Linked DNA regions of Mus musculus: region 1 is linked to region 2. The links are chromatin contacts, called in public Hi-C maps. All regions are on one chromosome and are shown on one strand. The core of a region is the stretch at or near the end of the contact, and the rest is flanking DNA. Distances in the headings are between cores, read along the strand shown.

Evidence for each region. Hi-C and Micro-C count contacts between places; a contact is called where the count stands out from the background.
Region 1: a contact with region 2 is called in a Hi-C map of the G1E-ER4 cell line, with 1.9 times the contacts expected there. The contact joins the promoter of Rbm34 here to the enhancer-like site in region 2. A contact is called at or near these places in 1 of 39 promoter capture datasets (embryonic stem cells), 3 of 484 Hi-C or Micro-C datasets (the Ba/F3 cell line and the G1E-ER4 cell line), 1 of 115 datasets of contacts at active chromatin or transcription factors (pancreatic cancer cells) and 2 of 9 other capture datasets (liver and macrophages).

What each region holds. Positions count from the first base shown.
Region 1 is chr8:126,969,717-126,973,155 of GRCm38.p6, forward strand. It overlaps Rbm34 (RNA binding motif protein 34), which reads right to left and starts at 1,333. Exons shown (of 11, transcript NM_172762.3): 1 at 1,274-1,333; 2 at 1,022-1,193; 3 at 267-412. The coding sequence starts at 1,323.
Region 2 is chr8:126,682,476-126,686,124 of GRCm38.p6, forward strand. No RefSeq gene overlaps it. Among named protein-coding and RNA genes, the nearest start is that of Gm31603, 45 kb to the right of the region's middle. Within about 2 kb of position 1,681, at least 118 of the 459 cell types and tissues checked have an H3K27ac peak or open chromatin away from gene starts, as enhancers often do. A contact at or near this core is called in the Ba/F3 cell line, the G1E-ER4 cell line, liver and 1 more, where this site is marked.

The sequences.
Region 1 (3,439 bases), core at 83-2,582, 290 kb after region 2:
AACAGAGAAGGGGTTAAAGTCCTAACAAGGCTGGCTCAGAATCAAGAAGCAGTGATGGACACAAAGACCTAAAAAGCTGATCTACCAGTATCTGTTCGCTTAGGATAAATGGCTTTCTTGTATCTTTTAACCCTGTATGAGACTTTGTATAATGTATTTTTTAAATTTCAGAATATGCAGTGAAAAAAATTAAGATGAACATTAAAAAAAAAAAAAAAAAAACTGCCTGAGGTATTTAATATAGCAAAAAGGAGATTTCTACCAACCTGTTTGCCAGTCTTTTGTCTGCATCAGAGAGTTTCTTCACTTTCACTTTTCTCGAAGGCTCTTGCAAAACTGGCTTTTTAGTTTGGGACACACTCTCTTCTTCATCATCATCATCATCATCAAGTTTTCTTTTTTTAGATGTTTCCTTTCAAAAGTTTGAAGTCATATTTAAAACCTCAAACTTTAAAAAAAAAAAAAATCCTGACCCTAAAGCTGTGTGTTGTGGCTTATATCTGTAATTCCAGTATTCAGGAATAGAGGCAGGAGGAACTGTGCCAGGCCAGCCAGAGCTACATAGCAAAGTCCCTCCGTCTCCAAGTCCCTGAGCAGTACTCCGATGTGCCTTTCTACATGGATACTTCTTCACGGGTTACGGAGAGAAGCAGAATATTCTTGCAGCACCAGCCATTCAGTGGAAAGGTGAGGCAGGAATATAGAATCTGGGTTACCGTGTATTCTAAGCGTGCGCAACTAGTGTGATCCTGTCTCAAAATAAAAAAGTCAAGTCGGACATGGTGGGAGCGACTCTGTAATCTCAGAACTCAAGGCTGGAGAAGGATCAGGAGTTTAGTTCATCCTCGGATACATAACTGAAATTTGAGGCTTACACGGTCTACAGGTGACCCTGCCAATCAAATAGGCTGAGGGTGAAGCGCTAGCCCTGCTCAAAGGACCAGACAGTCACTGCTGTCAGGAGAGTGACCCTCTACATCTCTCTCTACCGGGATACTCAGGGTGCAGCCCGGCGACTCACCTGGGGCACAGGCACAAATACAGGAGGAGCCGATGGCTCCGCGGTGCTGAAGAGAGCGGCCAGCCGCCCCGTCCCGCCTCCAGGAGGCCGCGGGCCGCCCCGCAAGCTGTCGGCGACCTGTCCCACCAGGTAGTCGCTGGCCGCACAGCTCACGCCGTCTCCAGAGCTCTGTCTGCAAACACAAGAGCACTCTTCAGCCACGCCGCGCCACTCACCGCCAACCCATCCACACCAACGCCCGCCGCCACTCACCTCCGCTCCGAGCCCTTCCTTCTCTTGCGTTCCTCCCCTCCCAGAGCCATGCTGAAAACTGAGCTTCCGGGATGGAAGTCCTAGGTCCGCGCTTCTGGGATCCGACTAGTCATGCGTTCCCTCTGGTTCCGGGTTCCGGCAGCCTCCGGGTTCCGACTACTTCCGTTCTAAGGCTGAGCTCTTCCGCTCAGGACCACACCCCCTCTCCCCATTCAGCCCGTGGCTGCGCAGGAGCCGCGCTATGCTTAATACTAATGGTTTTGCAGTCCGCAGGCGTCTCAGGGAAACCTAGGCTGAGGGAGTGCAGCAAGTCTCACGAGTAGCTGAGGCCTCGTGTTAGTACGAGGGTCAGCTAAAACCTGACATAGTGGCTTAGGTCTTTAATCCCAGAATTTGGGGCTCGAAGTAGCCGGATTACCTCGATTTCCAGGACCGGCTAAAACCACATGGCTCCAGCATAGCTACCTCGTCTCAAATAAAACAAGCCCCCCCGCCCCCCAGGCTTAGGGAAGGCTGTCGGCCACAGCTCATTAAGGAAGGAGGTTTCCAAGAGAAATGGGGCTACAGGGATGTGTCTTAGCAGTCGGGGAAGGGTACACCTTTCCCGAAGTTTGACGTTTCAAAGTCGGCAGAAAACAAGTATTTGGGATCACAGTTTAACTGGTCACATCCTTGTACTATTCCGTCTTCAAAGCCGCCCTGTCATTTATTTTTATATTTATTTATTATTATACATAAGTACATTGTAGCTGTCTTCAGACACACCAGAAGAGGGTGTCAGATCTCATTATGGATGGATGTGAGCCACCATGTGGTTCCTGGGATTTGAACTCAAGACCTTCTGAGGAAGAGCAGTCAGTGCTCTTATCCACTGAGCCATCTCACCAGCCCCCTCCCCACCTCCCGTCATTCTTTAAGTAAATTCATACTTAGATTTTTTTTTAATAGTGGCTTATATTTGTAATCCCTGTTCTCTAGGGCCTAGGTAGAGCTTGGCCATGATTTTGAGGCTATTCTGGGATATGCGGTCGTAGCCTCTTTTGCCTGCAGGAAGTCCAGCATGTTGGGATCTCCCCAGTTACCAAGATAGAGAGACACCCAAGTGAGCTTGCAGGCCAGATTTAAAGCACATTAGGGAATGCTGGGGTAGGTGACCTCTATGTTAATATGTTGGGTCTATCTCTAGGGATACTGACATTCCATTACTGGGATGTGGGGGCTGGAAACTTGCTGGGGAGGTCTGGGAACTGTTACTGAGGAACTCTGGAAACTGCTGCTGACCCATTGTGCTTGCTTCAGGCCAGGTGGCTGGGACATTCCATTACCTGGGCATGAAAGCTGGAGCCTGGGCTTTTTCCTGTTAGTAATTGACTTGTCTGGACTTGCCCAGTTTTTAGGCCTGGTCTCCTAAACTCCTATTTGAAGTCTGTCACGGAGTCAGCCTAGGCTTCTCATTCCTCCCTTTCAGTAATGGGCCAACTCTAACCCTTGAGAGGTTTCCGAGGCCCCTGCACTAGCAGCTCCAGCCAGCCCTATGTTAAGGAAGAGAACCTAGTAACACAGCAGAAATGGCCACATTTAACTTGATTGATTGGAGGTGCTAGCTGGTTGAAGACATAAAAATCCTCAGTCGTATTTACAACCAGGCCATAAATGCATGGAGTGAGTCTCCAGGTATAAGCCCTCCAATCATTCTCTGGGGGCAGCCTGTATCCTGCATCAGTAGGGGTTACAGTATGGTTGCAGAGGTGGAAATAGACACTTCAATGAAGTGAAGATTACCTAAGACTTGAGACCAAAGAAGTGTTGCAAAACTAGCTATGCAAACCACCACCACCCTCGTCATCATCCCTGTAAACATTATGTGTCCTCCCATAGGTCTTGCCTCAGCAAAACACCTTGTGAGTCTGTCTTAGCAAAACTCTACAGGAGTCTGAATCAGCTGACATGCCCAGAAACTTTTTTTTTTGGCGGGAGGGGGTTGAGACAGGGTTTCTCTGTGTAGCCCTGGCTGTCCTGGAACTCACTCTGTAGACCAGGCTGGCCTTGGGAAAATGGAGTTACCTGTAAAGCTGACAAGGACCACAACAGTTTTTTGTTTTTTATTTTTTGTTTTGTTTTTTTAAGGGGAGGAGAGGGTAAGGGAAGGGAAGGAAAAGGCAAAAG
Region 2 (3,649 bases), core at 431-2,930:
TTGAGAAACAAGGAAAGAAAGACAACAGCAAAGAACAAAACCAAGCTACGCATACAGCACAGGGAGCTGGGGAGAGAGCTTGTTGTCTGCCTGGCAAATCACCAACCTGACACACTTAAAAAAAGCTCGGAATGGTGGGGTTCTTGTAAGCCAGTACTGGGGAGGGTAGAGACAGAATCCCTGGGACTCACTGATCGGCCCTGCTAGCTTAGTGAGTTCCAGGTCATAAGAGATCCCATCTCAAAAAATAAGAAATTAAGGTGGATGGTATGTCTAAGGCTGTCTTCTGGCCTCCACCTGTATGCACACAAATTGTGATTACAGAATATAAAATGAGGTCCTGGCATGTAGAAGAGCTGAAGTCTGCGGCTTGGACCAGGTGTTCTGATTCCCAGATTGAATGAGGCTGTCTCCAGGAGGCCATCTTGTCTCTGCCTCTCTCCTCCCTACCTGGGGCTTAAGACATGTGAATGAGCCCACGCTTGACAGCTGCTACCACTCACGTGTTTAGAGAGCATCTTATTTCGTCCTCTTGCCCCTCAGATGTTGTCCATCTGCCTGCTTGGCCGCCCTGATGAGAATCTTATGAGCATGTGGCATTTCCAGAGTTTTTCTTAGTCTAAATGCCATGGACAAATCCCTCCTGAAATCTTATCCATATGTGCTGGGTTCATCCTCAGTCCTTGAAGGAACAGAGCCAGCCTCTCGTTAATTTTCCAATCTTTCCCACTAAAATGTTTAGTTCCCCTTCTGAGTCCTTTCATAGATTATTTCTGCCAAGACAATGGGACAGAGGGTTCCTGGAATAAATGATGGAACTGGAGGGAATTAACCAATAAGATCAACGGTGGAGCCAAGCCAACTGTTGGAGCCTCCCCATCCCATGCAACTGGTACAGGGAGGCAGAAGTGCTTCCCCAACTGTCTGTCCCGGTACCATGTGGCTGTACATGTGTTGCACACAAGTGTCATGCAGATGGAGGTCCACGCCTTGCTTCCTGGGTTTGATTGATGGCAACTAGCCAGGGTTATAGCTGCAGCAATAGGCATTATTAGGGAGGTGGCACCCACAGCACTGGGGGCCATCCATATGAGATTCTTACGAGCATATGGGTTTTTCTTATCACGGTTTTTCTTAGTCTAAACTGCATGGACAAATCTCTATTGAAATCTCATCCACTATGCAAAGTTTATCCTCAGTCCTTGAAGGAACCAAGCCAGTCTCTTTGTTATGCCTAACCTGGTTGGCTTTCTGGGACAGAGCTGTGGCCCCTGATCTGCTGGCAACTCACTTCCTCTTTTCAGTAGAATGGTACTAATGATACCATCCACTTCCAAGTCTTGCTTTCTTGTACATTCATGTAAGAATGAGTAGATATGTATACATGCAAATATATGCATATATCACACATGTACATATTTAGATATGTACATGTTAGGAAGACTGGGTGAGATGAATGGAGAGGAGAGGAGACCTATCAGACAAACCTAAAGGAATCCTAAGCTGACACATCCTTTCATTATGTCCTCATGAAATGGCATGTGTGGGTGAGGGAGGGGTTCTAGGAGCTTCAGTAGCTTACCCATCACCATTAATCCTGCAGTTGGCAGCTTGTGTCAGTTGGCTCAAAAGCAGTGACTCACTCTGACTCAAAGGGCTCTGAAGACTTCTCCTTGAATCCGTCACAACACATCTTCCTCTCTGGCAGCTCTTCATGACTCAGAGGCCCCTCAGCCAGGCCACTGGGAGATTGGGGGATGGGGATGTTTCGAGTGATTGAAAAATCGTGTCTGACACCGGGGAGACAGTTCAGTTAGTAAAGCACAGTGAGTCTCACACTTGTGAAGATTGGAGACTCACTGCAAGAACCCATATTTAACAATAATAATAATAATGCAGGCATGGTGGTGTGCTTGGGATCCGAGCCCTAGGGAAGACAGGTACAGGATGATCCCTGGGCACTGGCCAGCTAGCCTAGGCTACTCGGAGAGATCCAGGCCAGAGGAAGAGTGCATCTAGAAGACAAGGTAATGGCTAAGGAAGCATGCCTGAGGAAGGACCGCCTATATACCTTTGACCCTCGCTTGTGCATGTGCTCACGCACATTCAGTTCTTGTTCATGTGTACATCACACTTGAATGTGCATACACGCACATCTAATGCACATGCACACAGAGAGAGAGACACACAAGAAAGTCCATGTTTGCACATAAGATTTCATTTCCTTTGACTTTCAAGCTGAGAAATTACTGGCAAACTTGTTCCAGGAGAAAATATTGAGCAATTGTTATCAGTGAGAATGTCTCTGTCTGTCTAGGGGGTAGAGGGCAAGAATGGTGACCCAAGAACAGCTGGCCCCCTTTTAAAAGTCTTTTATTCCCGACAATGACTAATGGCTGTCACCAGTAGACAAGCACCTGGCCATTGCTGAGCACAGAGAAGTGAATATATATGTATAGGAAATTTTATAGAAGAAATATTTGTTTTATGTTTGTTTTGTTAGTGTGTGTGCATGTGAGCGTGCAAGCACCCATGGGGAGGCCAGAGGACAATGTCTCACACTTGCCTGGGACTTAGAAGTTATGTCAGGCTGGACAGTCAGTGAGCCCTAGGGATCTGCCTGCCTCTCCCTTCCCAGTGCAGAGGACTACGTGAGGATGTCACCACATCTGGCCTTTTACAAACACTATCTGGGAACCAAATCCAGGTCTACGTGCTTGCAATACGAGATCACTTTACCTACTTGGCTTCTTCCCCATCCCAAAAGATATTTCTAGAGCCCTTCACAGCACCTGTGTGTTCAAAGCCACTGGAGGAAGACCACACAGCTCCTTGCCCTGAAGCAGGTCTGAGAGATGGACTGGTGGCTTTACCGAAGGTCGGGTTTCACAGATTGATGTGGAGGTTTGGCCATGGGGAAGAAGCACAAGCAGGTCCATTCATTCAAGTTGTTTAGCAATCTGGCATAAAAGACTGCTCACATGACGCAGAACCAACAAACTCGTGGGGATATTCCAAATTAGACAGTAAGGTGTGTGAAGAGCCTGGGGCGTGGGAGGCCCAGCCTTCCACAGGATTCGGCAGCAGCTCTGTTGTGTGGCCTCCATTTCTTCTGACTGGCCATTGACTCATCCTGCCGGTGCCTGGCTGCATAGAACCCACTTGGAGCAGAGTGATGACAGTGCTCACTCCCTCCAGGCATCTTCTCCTCAACTCCCTTTTGTTCTCAGCTAGGCCCTGGTCTGTCACAGCCTGCTCGGGCCTGTTTAGGACTCAACCAGGCTTAGTGATCCAAGGCAGGCTGGAAAAAAGAAGCTTCAGTGGGTGGGGAGGTGAATCGGTGGGTAAGAATGCTGAACATGCATGAGGACTTGAGTTCAAATCTCCAGCCCCCACTCAGAGAATGTGGTGTGGCTGTGTGAGGCTGTAGCTTACACACAGTGGGAGGGGGAGAGAGGAGGATTGGCATCAGTTGGCTGCCAGCCTAGTCTCAAGAGCAGGAAAAGTCAGGGTCTCAAGAGATTAAGGCAGAGAGTGATAGAACAGGACAACCTTGGCCTGCACAACAAGTACACATGTGGATATATAACACATACATGCACACACACAAAATAACAATAACAAATAAAGAAAACAAGCTTCATCCTGG